2 separate regions of the Mus musculus genome follow, and region 2 is linked to region 1. The links are chromatin contacts, called in public HiChIP or PLAC-seq maps. All regions are on one chromosome and are shown on one strand. Each heading gives the region's core, a stretch centred on a gene start, on an enhancer-like site or on the middle of the called end of the contact. The rest is flanking DNA. Distances are from core to core; before and after follow the strand shown.

Region 1 (7,643 bases), core at 3,103-5,602:
TGCTGCATCTCCCAGGAGCTGTGGAATATGGATTTTCTGGGCTCTGTTTCTGACCTTCGTTGCTTATAGGCTTATAGATCTGTGACTCGTTCCTGTGGGGAAGAGTTTCAGAAGATCCTATAGTTAGGGGCTACTGCTGGTTAAGATAGCTTGCTGCTCTACTGGAGGGCCTGCATTCAGTTCACAGCACCCACTTTGGGTGTCTCATAGTTGCTTGTAACTCTAGCCTCAGAAGATCTGAAGCACTGTTTGGGCCTCCAAAGGCATGTATACACACACACACACACACACACACACACACACCTTTTAAAAGAAAAGATTGTACACCGAATTCTTGCAGCCACCTTCCTTCCCTTGCCAATTAGTATCTCCCTGCTTAGTGCCCCAAAGCTGTGTTGAGCCAGATTCTAGGTGCTTCCAGCTACCTTCTTTCTTGGCAGCTGGTATCCAAGGCTTTGAACTGGGACTCCCCTCCCCAATCTCTATTTAGTCAAGTAGAACTTATGAGACAGATAATAATTTGTCTCAATTCCTTGGGGGGGCATAAAAGAAAACCAGCTTGAGCTAGTCAAACAAAAGGAGAGTTTCCTGAACAGTGGTCAGGTCACTCAAAGCCGGCAGGAGGCTGGAAATCCGCTCTTGAAATGGGATAGGTGCCAACAAAAGCTGGCCAGTTATTTTATCTGAGAGCTAAAGTGTGGATGGGGGTGCTCCAAGCCCTTGTTTCTAACGATGCATGGCTCTGTCTGTAATTCAGTCTCAGGGGCTCACAAAGCAGAACACTTCATCCCAGGTTGTATGAAGTTCTAGGTTTGATCCCCAATACTATAGAATAAGTATAAGGAAGATTTGTTCTCTTGGGACTGGAGAGATGGATCAGTTGGTAAAGTTCTTATGATGGTATGCAAGCATGTGTCCCTGAGTTTGGGACCCCAGCACAGACACAAAAAGCTGAGCCCATAGCATTGGAAATGTAAATGAAGAAAATACCTAATAAATTAAAAAAAAAAAAAAGCTGAGCCCTGCTGCCTGTCAGCCCAGCAGAGATCAAGTAGAAACATGAGGCTCCCTGGAGCTGGCTGACCCTTTTTTAAGGAAGATACTGCATGTATCAGCAGACATATGTGTATGCATATCCAAGCATACATGCACACAGCACACACACATTTAGTCTCAAAGATTTTGTGAGTATCCTTACCTAGTTCATCTGCCCACCTCTTGGCTATGGTAAAAAGTTTCTTGATTTACTATCCTACCAAAGTATAAGGGCAAAGATTTTAACTCTAAAACCAATAACTAAGGTGCTGTTTTTCCAAAGAAGGGGTTTAAAACACAGTAAGGAATTAAAACACAATGGCCACTCTGGGTGGCTGGCACCTCACAGACAGAGCACTTCTCTTGAATGAACAGCTGGCCCAGCCTGCTGCACAGTTACAGGGCGGTGCCTCAGCCCTCATCACACGTCCAGGACAAGCTGCCCCCCAAAAATCTCAAGAGTGCCCTCTGGTGTCCAAGAGCTGTCACAACTACATGACACTCAAGTAGGTGTCTGACTCCCTCCCACAGTATGACATCACCTATTCTGGAACCTGCCCCTCGCCCCCCCGGGGGGGGATTACCTGAGGGTGACTAGCCCTAGCCGCCTGCTTGACATAGTCTGGGGTCACCTGAGGGAGCCTCAGTTGAGGGATTGCCCAGATCAGATTGGCCCAGTCCACAATGGGTGGCACTATCCCTAAGAAATTGCACCTGGGCTTTATAAGAAACCTAGCTGAGTCTAAGCCAGGGGGTGAGCCAGCAAACAGAGCTCCTCTGTGGCCCCTGCCTCCAGGTTCCTGCCTCAAGTTCCTGCCCTGACTTCCCTTAGTGATGGACTGTGACCAGGAAGTATAAATAAATAAATTCTTTCCTCCTCTGAATTTGGCCAAATGTCTTATCATAACAACAAGAATTAACTAGAACAGGGGGATTCAATATTTATTTTCTTTTGTTATTTACCTATTGGCACCATCAGGATTTTACGAGTCACCAGTTCAGTGGCTGGCTTTCTTTCTTTCTTCCTTCCTTTCTTTTTTCAATTTTTTATTAGATATTTTCTTCATTTACATTTCAAATGCTATCCCGAAAGTTCCCTATACCCCCCGCCGCCGCCCTGCTCCCCTACCCACCCACTCCCACTTCTTGATCCGGGCATTCCCCTGTAATGGGGCATATAAGTGGCTTTCTTTCTGCTATGGTCCCTCCTCACTTCACCCCTCAGTTCTGCTCCCTTTATCCCACACATCATCCCCCTTACCCATCAATGCACTGCCGCCTCAGTTAATAAAGACAGTCGACTTGGCAGGATCTAGAGTTTCCTAGGACACAGATCTCTGGGCGTGCCTGCGAGGTGCTTCTAGAATGGGGTAATTTGGTGGGAGGGCCAACCCTAGATGTGGGCGGCACCTTCCGGTGGACTGGGGTCCTGGACTGAAGAAAAAGGAAGAGGCAAGCTGAGAAGGCCTTCATCTCCCCCTGCTTCCTCCACTAAGGCGGGCTGTGACTTTTCTAGGGAATGATTCTCGGGGCAGAGGCCTAGACTGCGCCAGTGACAGCTGCCTCTCAGACTCCCATACCTTCAAGCTGTGAGCCGAAATCAAACCCTTCCGTTCCTTCCTTCAGTTGCTTTTATTAGAGCAACAAGAAAAGTTACTTCCCGCGCAAGTTTCTGGTTGTGTCATGGGATGCAGACTCATGTGGCACGTTGCTGAGGTAAGACCCAGGGGAGGACACGTGAAAGCTAGCTTTGCAATGCTTAGTTGGTCTCAAGTCCTCACTGATCTTCACTTCATTGAGAGAGGCACAGTATCCTGACACTACTAATCTGGACTGCTGGTATCATGATGAACAGAGATTGGAGTTGCCCCAAAGAACTACTTCTAAACAGGCCCACGTCCCCTTGTCCTGTTTACCATCTTTTCTCCCCTACTTTTGGATGGTGGGCTAGAAGGGGGGGTGCCGGAGAGTTTGAGAACCCCTTATTAAAAGTGGGTTTTGAAAACTCTAAGCCTACAGTTATTAATGCACCGAGCAGGCCAGGCTTCACCATTCTTCTGTTTTGCATATGAAAAATCCACATAGCCTGGAGTAGTGGTGATGCCTTTAATCCCAGGATTCAGGAGGCAGAGGCAGGCAGATCTCTGTAAGTTCGAGGCCAGCCTGGTCCACATAGTGAGTTCTAGAACAGCCAAGATAGCATAGAGAGACCCTACTTGAAAGAAAGAAAGAAAGAAAGAAAGAAAGGAAGGAAGGAAGAAAGAAAGAAAGAAAGAAAGAAAGAAAGAAAGAAAGAAAAGAAAGATAGAAAGAAAATGCCTCAGGGTGTGTATGTGTGTGCGTGTATGCATGTATGTGTATATGTGTTTATATGTATGTGTGTATATATAAATACACACACATATATATGTATAGATATACGATATATACATATATATACATTGGATGTGTGTATGTATACATGTGTATATATGAAAATGTATACACGCTATATAGATCTGTGTGTATGTGATCATGTTAAATTCCTGCCTTCCAAGTGCTGGATTTATAGGTATGAGCCACTATGCCTGACTTTCATTCCAAATATTATTCAGAATTTACTACTATGTCAGATTTAATATGTCAGTGATAGTGGATTTGCAGTTTAGGGGAAATGAGATACGAATTAAATGAGTAGATACAGTCATTAGACTGTGGTACTGGCCTTGAAGATAGTGTGAGAAGTGTTAGTGGATGGCAGAAGGAGCTGAGTTTTGCAGGTCAGGGACTTTCCCTGAGCAGTGATTGATGGGAGCGCTGCTATTTGAAGGGTGAATGGGTTGAAACGGATAGAGAGGAACGGGGAGAAATTCACTCGGTGGACGGAACTGGAAAGAGTGACTTCCTGAAGGTGAGGAAGAGTTTGTGGGTGGGTCTGAGGAGTTGGGTGTTCAATGGGACCTTGGGCATCCATGAACGACTAAGTGGTTTTAAACTGGCTGCCCTGAGCAGGATGGATTGATGGGAGAAAGCTGTTTAGGAAGGAGGAGGAAGGGAGTTCCCATCAGTCGAGAGAGAAGTGGAAAAGGGAAAAGTGGGAGGAATGGCAGGAGGTGTTTTGGCTTAGAAATTGAGGACATGAAAACCTACCGGAAACGGAAGGCTCATAGCCTGCACTTTTCCTTTCTTCCTTTGCATCAAAATGGTCTGTGATTGTCACCTTCCCTCCAACTGCAGCCTCACAAAGTGGGACCTAACTTCAGGGCTGCTCGTCCCGGTGACCCTGCTCCCCAGGCAGACCTGCAGTTCTCAGATCTCCCGGGAGGTGGCAGCAAATGGAAACTAGCCGTTCACTTCCCCATCGCCCAGCCTAGCTTCCCGCCCAGGACTTCTTGGAAAATTCCTCCCCCCAACCCCCCATTCCAGTTTCTCTAAAAAGGTCTTTCTGAGCAGCCTCGGCCGCCTGAGGGTGTGACTTATCCGGGGAATGTTTCCCGGGACAGAGGCCTCGACTGAGTCAGTAATTTTTGTGGCGGGCCCTCCTTTATTTTTGGTTGCGGCCGCTTTACACAGGCTTCCTGCGACAGCGCTGTCCTTTCCCAGCCAAGCTGCCGACCAACAGGGACATTCTTTCTAGACTACCTCAGACCTGAGGGTCAAAGAATGAGACAGGCTGAGCCCAGGTGATTCTGGAGGTGGGGGTAGACCTGGGAACGCGGTTAAAGTCTGAGCCTGCCCAGAGAGGAAGACGGGCTCCAACAGGCTATGGGATAGGCTCACAAGTGTGTAAGCAAAAGGCTGAGATTTATCAAGTAAGGTAAGGGGCAAAGAAGGAGGGTAGGCTAGCTAGCAGGTAAAGAAGTACAGCACGCATGCCATAGCCAAAGGAGCAAACTTCAGAATCCAGGGCCTGCCCTAGCCCCAGGGCTGTTTTTTGTAATTTAGTGTGCAGAGCTGAATCTACTACATGACAACCCTTGGAGGATCTGTCTTTCTTGCCAATCTGACAGGTCTGTCCTTTTCCTCCTCCTCCTGCTTTTGTTTGTTTGTTTGTTTTGTTTTGTTTTGTTTTCAGATCTCATTTGGCCCAGGCTAACCTCAAACTCACTCTAAACGTCATCTTGCCTGCCTCCACCTCCTGAGTACTGGGATTATAGGTATGCACACCTCGCCTGGTTCACTCAGTGTTCGGAATTGAGCCTGGGGAATCTGTGCATCTATCTGCTCAGTTCAGCAAACGTGAGCCGAAGATCTGAGGTGCATAGCTGTGTGTGAGAGTCGGCGCTACATGGCTGTAACAAGGTACCTGACAGAATCCACTTTGAAAAGGAAATCCATTATTTTGGCTCCTGATTTCAGAAGTTTCAGTCCACGGTTGTCCGCCCTCTGCTCTGAGCCTGTGGTGGCACAGGTCATGACGGTGATCACACAGAGCAGAAGAGGCGCATTCACCTCGTGGCAGCTGGGAAGCAGAGAGAAAGGAAGGGGCCTCAGAGCACCCTCGGACACCTAACTTCCTTCTATCGGGCACCACCCCAGCAACATCACAGGCTGGTGACCAAGTTTCTAACACACAGACCTTGGGGGAACATTTGGGACCAGAATTATGGCAACAGCGCATCCATCCTTTAATCCAAAGACTCTGCAAGGATATCATGATTTATACTATCAGATACTGCTAATTTTGAACCCTGATGCTCACAGATCATCTCTAACAGGCCTTGTAGAATAGTTCCATGTTTTTGGTATCTTGGATTTCCTGGTACTAGCAAACATGATATGATTTTGTCTATGGCCACTTCTCTTTGCCTCCAGCTTCCTGTGTTCCAGCCACCTTGAATAACTTGAAATTGTCAGCCAGCTATCTATCTACCTATCTATCTATCTATCTATCATCTATCTATTATCATCTATTTATCTATATATCTCTATCTCTATCTCACACCCACATTTTTGCTAATTGCCTCTATTACCTGAGATAGTTCTTGACCAGTTACAGCAGGCACGGTTCTCCAGAGCAGTAGAACCAGAAGGGTACGTGTATAAACTAGGAGAAGTTCCACAGTCCGCGGTCTGCTGGTTAGTGACATAATTCAGTCTGAGTCCCAGGACCTGAGAACAAGGAGCACTGACTGGTGTTGAAGGGGAGGGAATATGGATGTTCTGACCCCAAAACAATAACTACACGTATACTTTGTGATGGTGAGTGTGACTTGTCAACCTGGCACAATCTAGAGGATCTGGAAGTTGGGTGTGTGCATGTGTGTGTATGTGTGTGCACTCGTTGGGTGTGTGCATGTGTGTGTATGTGTGTGCACTCGTTGGGTGTGTGCATGTGTGTGTATGTGTGTGCACTCATTGGGTGTGTGCATGTGTGTGTATGTGTGTGCACTCACCCGTGGAAGATAGTCTTGATTGTGTTCAGAGGTGGGAAGCTACCTCTGTGGGGGAGCCATTCCCTGACAGAGGTCCTGAATTGTGTAACTGGAGAAAGATTGCTGAGCAGTTGACAGACATGTGTTCATCCCACTCTGCTTCCTGTTGGAGAGGCAGTGTGACCAAGCTGCCTTGTCGTTTCTGCCGTGGGCCGGGCATCTGGAACTGTGAGCTGAAATAAGCCCTTTCTCTCTGGAGTTGATTTTGTCAGGGTGCTTTATCACAGCAACAAAAAAGGAATGAGGGGCTGGAGAGACGGCTCGGCGGTTAAGAGCTCTTCCAGAGGACTTGAGTTCATTTCCTAGCAACCACATGGTGGCTCACAACCATCTGTAGTGGGATCTGATGCTCTCTTCTGGTGTGTCTGAAAATAGCAACAGTGTACTCACAGACATGAAATAGACAAATAAATACATCTTAAAAATAAATAAATAAATAAATCTTAGAAGAAGAAGAAGAAGGAGGAGGAGGAGGAGGAGGAGGAGGAGGGGAGGGGGAGGAGGAAGAAGAGGAAGAGGAGGAGGAGAAGGCATCCATCATCTCCCCTTTTGCTTTACTCAGGACTTCAAGGGTTTTCCCTGCAGTGCATGCACACACACTGTTCATTAAGTTCTCTATCCTCTAGACCACTAGGAACTTTGTGCACACACACAATCACAGAGGAAAATTTGATTCATTTTATCTCATGGAAGAACCTAGAAGATGATGTGTTAAGTAAAACCACACACACACACACACACACACACACACACACACACACAGACACAAAGGAAAATTTGGTTCATTCTATCTCATGGAAGAACCCAGAAGATGATGTGTTAAGTAAAACAAGCCAGTCTCTCTCTCTCTCTCTCTCTCTCTCTCTCTCTCTCTCTCTCTCTCTCTCTCTCTCTCTCTCTCTCTTTCTCTCTCTCTCTCTCTCTCTCTCTCTCTCTCTGTCTCTGTCTCTCTGTCTCTCTCTCTCTCTCACATACACAAGACAAATATTATGTTATTCTATCTCTACTGAGAGGTCTACATTGACCAAACTCATAGAAATGAAAAGTAGAATGTCAGCTGCCAAGATGTGGAGAGAGGGCAGAGGGGGAGTAGTGGCCGAGTGGTTATGGTAGAATCTCAGTTTTGTAAGGTAAAGAGCTCTCACAATAGATGGTGGGGATGGCCGCATGTCAACGTAAAGGTACCTAATGCCT
Region 2 (7,394 bases), core at 964-3,463, 540 kb after region 1:
GTCTCGGTGCCATACTGCATTCTAAACTGCTTAGGTCAGAAACTAAGAGAGGGAGGGACACGGGCGATAAGTCCCAAGTGACGCTGATGTGTGGCCAAGGCTAAGAACCACCCCACTGCCAACCTTGACTGTGCTTGCTCATGGAGATGGGAGTTACCTGGGGCCCTTAAGGAAGCTGAGATGGCTTTCAGCCCACCATCTTCAGCTGTTTACCAACATCATTCATTCTATATGCAACGTTGAGCCCTAACATGGATGTCAATATTTTTTAATACAGACATTTATTTCTTTGCTTGTGTGTTTTTTAGACAGTCACCTGTGCTCCCAGGGACAGGCTCTGCTGTGTCCAAAGGGCTTCAAGGCAATGGGGCAGCCTGGCCTCAAACTTGTTCTGTAGCTGTAGATAGCCTTGAGCTACAACCACACTGCTTCTGTCTCCTGGCTGCTTAGATTACAGGTGTGTGCCACCGTAGCCTGTTCGCAGACACTTATTTAGGAGGGGAAGACAGGACAACTGCCCAAGAGTTGTAAATTATGTTCTTCAGGATGCTAAGATGGACCTGTATTGCTTACTTTCTCAGTGCTCAGGCATGTACGTGATGCAGAAGGAAAAGGAGAAAGCCCATCTGCCCACCTCCCAAATCTACACCATGCAAAGATATGTAAACTTTTTTTGTTTTGTTTTTTGTTTTTTATTTTTCCAGACAGGATATCTTCGCTGTCCTGGAACTACCTTTGTAGAGCAGGCTGGCCTGGAATCCAGAGCTCCACCTGCCTCTGCTTCCCCAGTGCTGGGATTAAAAGTGTGTGCCACCAGTGCCCAGCTGTAAATTGATCTTTCTTTTAGAGCTTATATTTAATATTGGGATCAAACATTTTACCTTGATGAAGGTGTTTTTCTATATGCTATAAGCAGTTGCATTCTGTCAGCTAGCCTGAGCTAGATTTGGCCTGTAGTTGTATCCGTTTCTTAAGACTTCCCAACTCTGGCCTAGCTCAGGGAATAGGTGGGAGCTCTCTTGAGTAACGACAGGAATGGAATATATACCCACAGTGTATTACTAATTCCTTCTCTTCCCTTTCTTTTCACCTTTTGAAGGATGGTAGTGTCTATAGGAACAGACTCGCTGACTAATCCACAGTAATAAAGTACCATCCCTTAGGGCAGAGGGCCGTGTCAGCTGGGACTGTGGGTCCCAGAAAAGAGACAGAGGTTGGGGGGGGGCTGCAGCAGTGTGTGGGGGCTGTGTGCCCCAAGTACTGTTTTCTGATGTATCACTGAATTTTACATAGTGAGAGGAGGCAAGCTGAGCAAGGTGTTAAGGTAAATGTCCACACAAGTGATACAGGTTGACCCCCCAACCACCACCCCTCCCGCCCCCCCCCTGTTTTCCCTCTCCCCCCCCCCCCCGGCTCAAGTGGAGGTTCCAGCGATTCTAAAGGAGCTGGCAAACACAGGGACAGGGACTTGGCCTCAAATGCTGACCACTTGTTCATCTGGGGGACCCTTTCTCACAAGGCTTGAGCGCCCTGATCGGGATGGAGGTGTCTTGCATTCACATTGAATTTTCTCCCTTGCTTGGCCCCAGGGACAGGCTCTGCTGTGTCCAGAGGCTTTAAGGCACGTGGACAGAGAAGGTCCGTCAGTGGACAAATTCGCTTTAAATTGTGTCTGGGACAACAGAAACTGTTCAGTTCCTCTCTCTGACTTTGCTTTTGCTTCAACTAAACTGAGTCGCGACTCTAAACAAATTCCTTTCACAGATGTCTGCCTCTGTGTACCTGCTGGGAAACATGCGCACTCTCTATTCCTCTTCCTCTCTTCTGTGGAGTCGTTGCTCTCCTTTTCCTTAAAGTTCCCTGATTGTTTAGCATTAATTCTTCTGGTCATAAAAGGGACGAATTTCTGTCCCCTCTACTCGTGGCCACAGACATTCCCTACCTCCGACCTCTCCCTCCAAACTAAGTTATAAAGTCGGGGCTGCCTTTCAGGAAGGCAAACTGGTTTCAGGAAGGAAGACTAGCGCTTTGTCAGAGTCTTAGAACTCCGGCTTCCCCTAACTCTGCTCCGCCCCTCCCTCCTCTGCAATGCCCTCCCTTCTTCCGGCCCACCCCTTATTTAGCTCCGCCCTTCTTTCCTAGCGCAGTGCCCCGCCTCTCACGCACTCGGCCCTTCCCCCGGAGCCTGACGTCATGGAAAGGCGGGGTGGAGCCATGTCCTGGACACCCTATGCCTGCAGGCCCCACCCTCCATCAGGAATGGGATGTGCCACCCTGGAGCGGTCCCTAGCGGCCTGAGGGCTCTGATGACTTTGAGCTGTTAGCCTCGGTGAACAGGTCCTAGACTCCGACATCAGTAAGAGACTACAGAGACATTTCTGTCTTCTCCCCTGCGTGGCATTCTCTGGATTCCTCTCAGATTTTTCTCTCCAGCTGAGAACGACGCCTTCTACACTGGTGAAAGTGGTTTCAAAAGTCAGACGCTTTCTTGGCTCTTGCCTGTGAAATGTGATTTAAAACAGTAACATTTAACTTTTTTTTTTTTTTTTGAAACATTCACATCTGTTGTGGGTTAATTCAGAGAACGAAATAAAAATCCTTGCAGTCATCCTTGGTAGGTTTTTCCTCATGCATTGCTTGTGTTTATTACCATTCCTAAGCAATTTTAAGTAAAGCCTTGAGTTACCCTGATAGAGAAAAATGTCCATCTCTTATCTCCCCCTCCCCCAAACATCAGTTAAAAGGGAACTAGAACGTTAAAGATATTCCTCGGGAACCATTCTATCCACAGCATCTCAAAGACCCCTGGTGTCTGCCTTCATGTGGTTAATCAGTCTGTTTTCTGCGTGGAGGCTGAGAACTGACATATTTGGCTTGGGGGTTGTCAGACTCAAGACACTGTAAGACAAGATTAGCTCCTCTCTAAATTCCAGGAGTGTAATACACCAGACTTAAAAGAGATCAAAGGCACCGAAGGGATGAGGGGACCCAGGAGATGGCTGGCACATTAGGAGATAGTCTTCTTTAGCATCCAGGTATGTTTTAATTTTCACAAATGGCAAGATTGCAATCAAAACGAACAACAGGAACATGTTGAGAGTCAGTAAGTGCTGTTTTGGAAAGGAACCAAAGCTCTAATCCCTAGAGAAAGTGACTAGGGACTCCCAGGACAGCCTTTCCCATGCAGACTTACCCTCAGAGTAATGCTTGCCTAGGGCTTGGCCCTGGGGATGCCCCCTTCCTGCATCCTGGCTGCCTGCCCCTTTTCTCCAGCAGAGTTGTTGATTGACACCTGTGAGCCCTTCTGGGGTGGCCTCACTCTAAACACAGGAAACCACCTTCCTGGTAACTGAGTGGCTTAGAATGAGTCTCCTGTGAACAAACCTTACCAAAGCTGTAGCTCAGCTCTGTTTTGTTTGTTTGTTTGTTTGTTGTTTGTTTGTTTGATTACAAAAGGGCAAATGGGGCCAGGTTGGTGGCTCACTCCTGTAAACCCAACACGTGGGAGGCTAAGCAGGAGGATCTACACCAACCTGTGCTACATAGTACCTTTTGGATGAGTCTGGGCTGCAGAGTGAAACAGTTTCAAAAGCATATTACCACATAACAACAAAAGCATACTTAAATGGAGCTGGACCCGGTAGTGCAGCTCAGTGGTAGAGTGTTTGCCCAGCATGCCTCAGTCCTTGGGTTATATCCCCAGCACACACCACTACCTACCACCCATACCCCAACCCCTGCTGCCCAAGTACGGAATTCAACCTTTCTTACCCAGACCAAGATTGGTTATGATAACAACGATGACCATTTTGGTATCATTTACTGCTAGACACTTTTCCTATTCATTGTCAATGTCCCAAGCTCATGTTACAGATATAGAAGTCCACAAGGACACACACAGGTCGACTTGAAGTCACACGAGACTAGGAAAGGACAGCCAGAATGAACGCTCAGCTGTGCTCTGGAGACCAATTTCCAACCTCCCTCCCACTTTAGTTGCCCTAGCTAGGCAGCGCCCTGTGAGAGGCCTGCAGCCCGGTGTCTCCATGCACTGAGTAGAATGGTGTTCTTGATGCTGCCTCAGAAGTGCCTGCTCGCTCACCTCCGTGGAATTTTATTTGACTTTCCCTAGGCCACTCTGCCTGGTTAGTCAATAAACACCACTCACTTGTTGCTTCTTTTGCAAAGCCTCTCCGACTGAATACTTTTCATACTGTGGTTAACATTTAGACAAGTGTGACCAGCGGGCATGTTCTGGAGTGCAACACTTCTACCTAAATGTAGACTCTACCGTTAGCCAGAAATCTGTCTTTTTAAAAGAATTCATACACACACACACACACATGCACACATACAAGATATTATATAAAAAACATAGATGTTGCATAGTGATATAGCAAGTGATAGTGTGTATGCATATATATATATACACATGTATACATATATACATGTATACATAATGTACATATATACACACACACATATATATGGAGGTGACAGTCCTCTGCCTCTCATCTCAACCCACTGAGTCAGCATACACCATGCTTCTTCCATGGACAGATTACTTAGGCTTGCCAAGATTGCCTCTCATCTTTAACACAAAGTTGTTTCCCTACTTTGAACAGGACTGAAAGTGACCTATGGAACAGCACTATGTTAATGGTCACCATCCTTTGGTGGTATAAGTGTGTTGTAGCATTAGGGCTACCCTAAATTGCATCTTTGTCACAGAATGGAGGGAGGGAGGGAGGGAGGGAGGGAGGGAGGAAGGGAGGGAGGGAGGGAGGGAGCTTCTCTAGTTTTCTGCTCATTCTTTTTCTGTTTCTCTAGGCCTCTCCAGGCCTGTTGCAGCTCCACACCCAGAGACCTCAGGTGACTGAGCTGGGCCTAGCAGCACAGGGGTACACCTCGAGCCACATCCAGGGTGAACTTTGAAGTTTGGGTGTGTCTGAGGTTAGCAAGCTAAGAGGACAGGCTGTTGGCAACCTCACCCTGCTCTCTGCTCTGTGGAGGAAGCCTCAGGAAGTTCCACCTGCTTCTTTCTCCTGCACACGCACCTCCTCCTGCCTCCTTCCCCTTGACACAAAGGGGTGTCCCCAGCCCCGTGGCATCTTGCCTGGGTTGCTAATAATAGAGAAGGGTGCATCTGCCAGAGGTAAAGCAGAAACTGTCCCTGTTCTGCTCTTGCATGCCAATCCTGGCACAGTCTAGTAGGCTGGGTTGGTCAATACCCTTGTGAGCAGAATAAGTCTTTGTGTGTCCTGGAAACTCTTTCTGTCCCCTTCCTGGGGGGTCAGAGCACCAGAGAGAAGGTTGATGGGGATGTCTTTGTCCTTGAGATCCTGGCCAAACAGATCTAGACTTTCAGCTCAGCACCGAGCTGGAGCTGGTATGCTGCCTACCACAGGCCCAGCTGCCGGAGTGGGGAGAGGGTTCTAGGAAATGACCTTTACGCTCATCTAAAAGGCAATGCGGTAAGGTTGCCCACGTTCTTTTCATGACTCAAAACCCAAAATAAGTGAAAAGAGAACGTGGAAAGTGTCCCATCTTTCCTGTTGTGCTTACAGCTGTCTGAATCAACAGTCTGTTTATGCGAGTTGCTTGGAGAAGTTGATTTAGAAGTCAAGGCCACTTCTGGGCAGCTACTCTGGTCTCTCCACCCCACCCCTTTTGGCTTTTCTGAAATGGAGTCTCACTGTCGACCAAGCCAGCCTCTGTTAACCATCTTCCTGGATGAGCCTTCTGAATGCTGGGGTTACAGATGTAAACCTCAGCACCCCAAAGTCCTTTTAAGTCAAAGAATGATATAAATCCTTTAACAAATCAGAATAAAATACTCTCAGGTTTCTGGGCTCTTCTCCATCTCAGGAGCTTGAACTTGGAGTGTATCTTGTGGTTTGTAAAGCACCTTCATATCTCCTTTCTTACTCGGTTGCCATAACAACCTGGGATGGGGCAGGGCTTGCCTTGTTATCCCTGTTTTGCAGATGAGGAAGTCAAGGTTGTCAGAAAGTTGAGCTGCTTTTCAGGCTCACCAGGGGAGTCAGAGTAGCGGGTGGAAAGGGTAATAGAATCCAACCTCCAACTGGAGTAGTAGGGTGGTGTCCCAGACCCAAGATCCCTTTCAACCATTGTATTAAAGAATTAGAAGAGTCTTCAGAGTGTCAGGACCTGTGGTGTAGTGGGAACTCTGGGATTTTGGTTTCTTTAAAAAGCACAGAACTATGATAAGAACATGTTTTCATTTTAACCCAAGGTGTGGGTCATGGGGCTGCTTCAGATTGCCCACAGCTGACTATGATTTGCCTCGTGCTCTAGCAGGGGTGTGATTTTGCCAGCTCAGATAGTTTCTACGATTGTGTGGTCTTCGGGATTCTGGGGACTTTTCAGAGGGTCTATAAATGCTAGAGTTCCTGGGGGGGCGGGGGCAGGGTGGGTTGGTAATGCTGGGTTCAGTCATTGTCAGTCACCATTTGTTAAGTAGTCATGTGTTAAAAACTGAAACAATAACAAGAAAATAATTAGGTCTCCTGATGGCAAAGATCAAACTTGCCCCCACCCAACTGGAAGCCCCTCATCAGCTGGAAGTAGTCTAACGGTAACATTGCCTCCCTTTCCAACTGGGACTTTATTCGGGGATCTCTTCCTTTCCCCTCTATCCTTTTTACTCTCCTACTTAGAGTTAGGAGGGATTAAAGGGTGAAAGAAAAGAGGTAGAGAAGGGTAGAAGAAAGAAGAACCCACAAAGTAGCAAAAACCGGCTACATGGTGGTTCAAACAAACTGCCACTTTTTGCTTCCTTAGAATTTACCAGTAATATTGAAACCAAGATGGCTGACTCACTATGCCAAACTTAGCCTGTACAGTGCTAAAGTGAAATGAAATAGAATGGGGTTATCTGTGATTGCATTTTTTTTCTGGATTGCTTTAGACATCAGGATCTCCCTGCAGGTAATTCTGAGTTAGAAGGTTCTGTGTAAGGCATCACACGGCAGCCAGATGTTCATTTTACTACATGGAAAACTGGGGCCACCCTGACCCTCTGAGCAGGCAAATCAGTCATTGAGGACACTGCCTTTGGATTGTAGAGAATATGGGCGTGGAGGACTGAGGCTCCGAAGTTTAGTTTGGCTCCTCCCTCTGTTCCTCGGACTTGTTATTCTTGACACCTTAGGATACTCCAGCAAAACTTCAGATGGGCCAAAGAGGGTGCCCTAGACTGGAGTGGAGGGGAGCCAAGTCAGGACTTTGAAAGGCTCTGAACAGATTTTAATGTGTGAAAGTTGACACACAGTAGGTAGAGGCCCCCAGAGCTCCTCCTGCTTGCCACCACCCTGTATGATTCTCATAGCAACACAGGTGTGTAGGCCCAACAGAGATTGCTCCTGCTGGTG

The links. HiChIP or PLAC-seq counts read pairs in DNA pulled down with a chosen protein or histone mark.
Region 2: a FOXA1 HiChIP or PLAC-seq map of pancreatic cancer cells shows a contact between it and region 1. The contact joins two enhancer-like sites. A contact is called at or near these places in 1 of 115 datasets of contacts at active chromatin or transcription factors (pancreatic cancer cells) and 1 of 9 other capture datasets (embryonic stem cells).

Annotation. Positions count from the first base shown.
Region 1 is chr1:179,843,554-179,851,196 of GRCm38.p6, forward strand. No RefSeq gene overlaps it. Among named protein-coding and RNA genes, the nearest start is that of Gm31668, 31 kb to the right of the region's middle. Within about 2 kb of position 4,353, at least 166 of the 459 cell types and tissues checked have an H3K27ac peak or open chromatin away from gene starts, as enhancers often do. A contact at or near this core is called in pancreatic cancer cells, where this site is marked.
Region 2 is chr1:180,385,453-180,392,846 of GRCm38.p6, forward strand. All of the region lies in intron 2 of Itpkb (inositol 1,4,5-trisphosphate 3-kinase B), which reads left to right. Among named protein-coding and RNA genes, the nearest start is that of Gm39712, 19 kb to the right of the region's middle. Within about 2 kb of position 2,214, at least 389 of the 459 cell types and tissues checked have an H3K27ac peak or open chromatin away from gene starts, as enhancers often do. A contact at or near this core is called in pancreatic cancer cells, where this site is marked.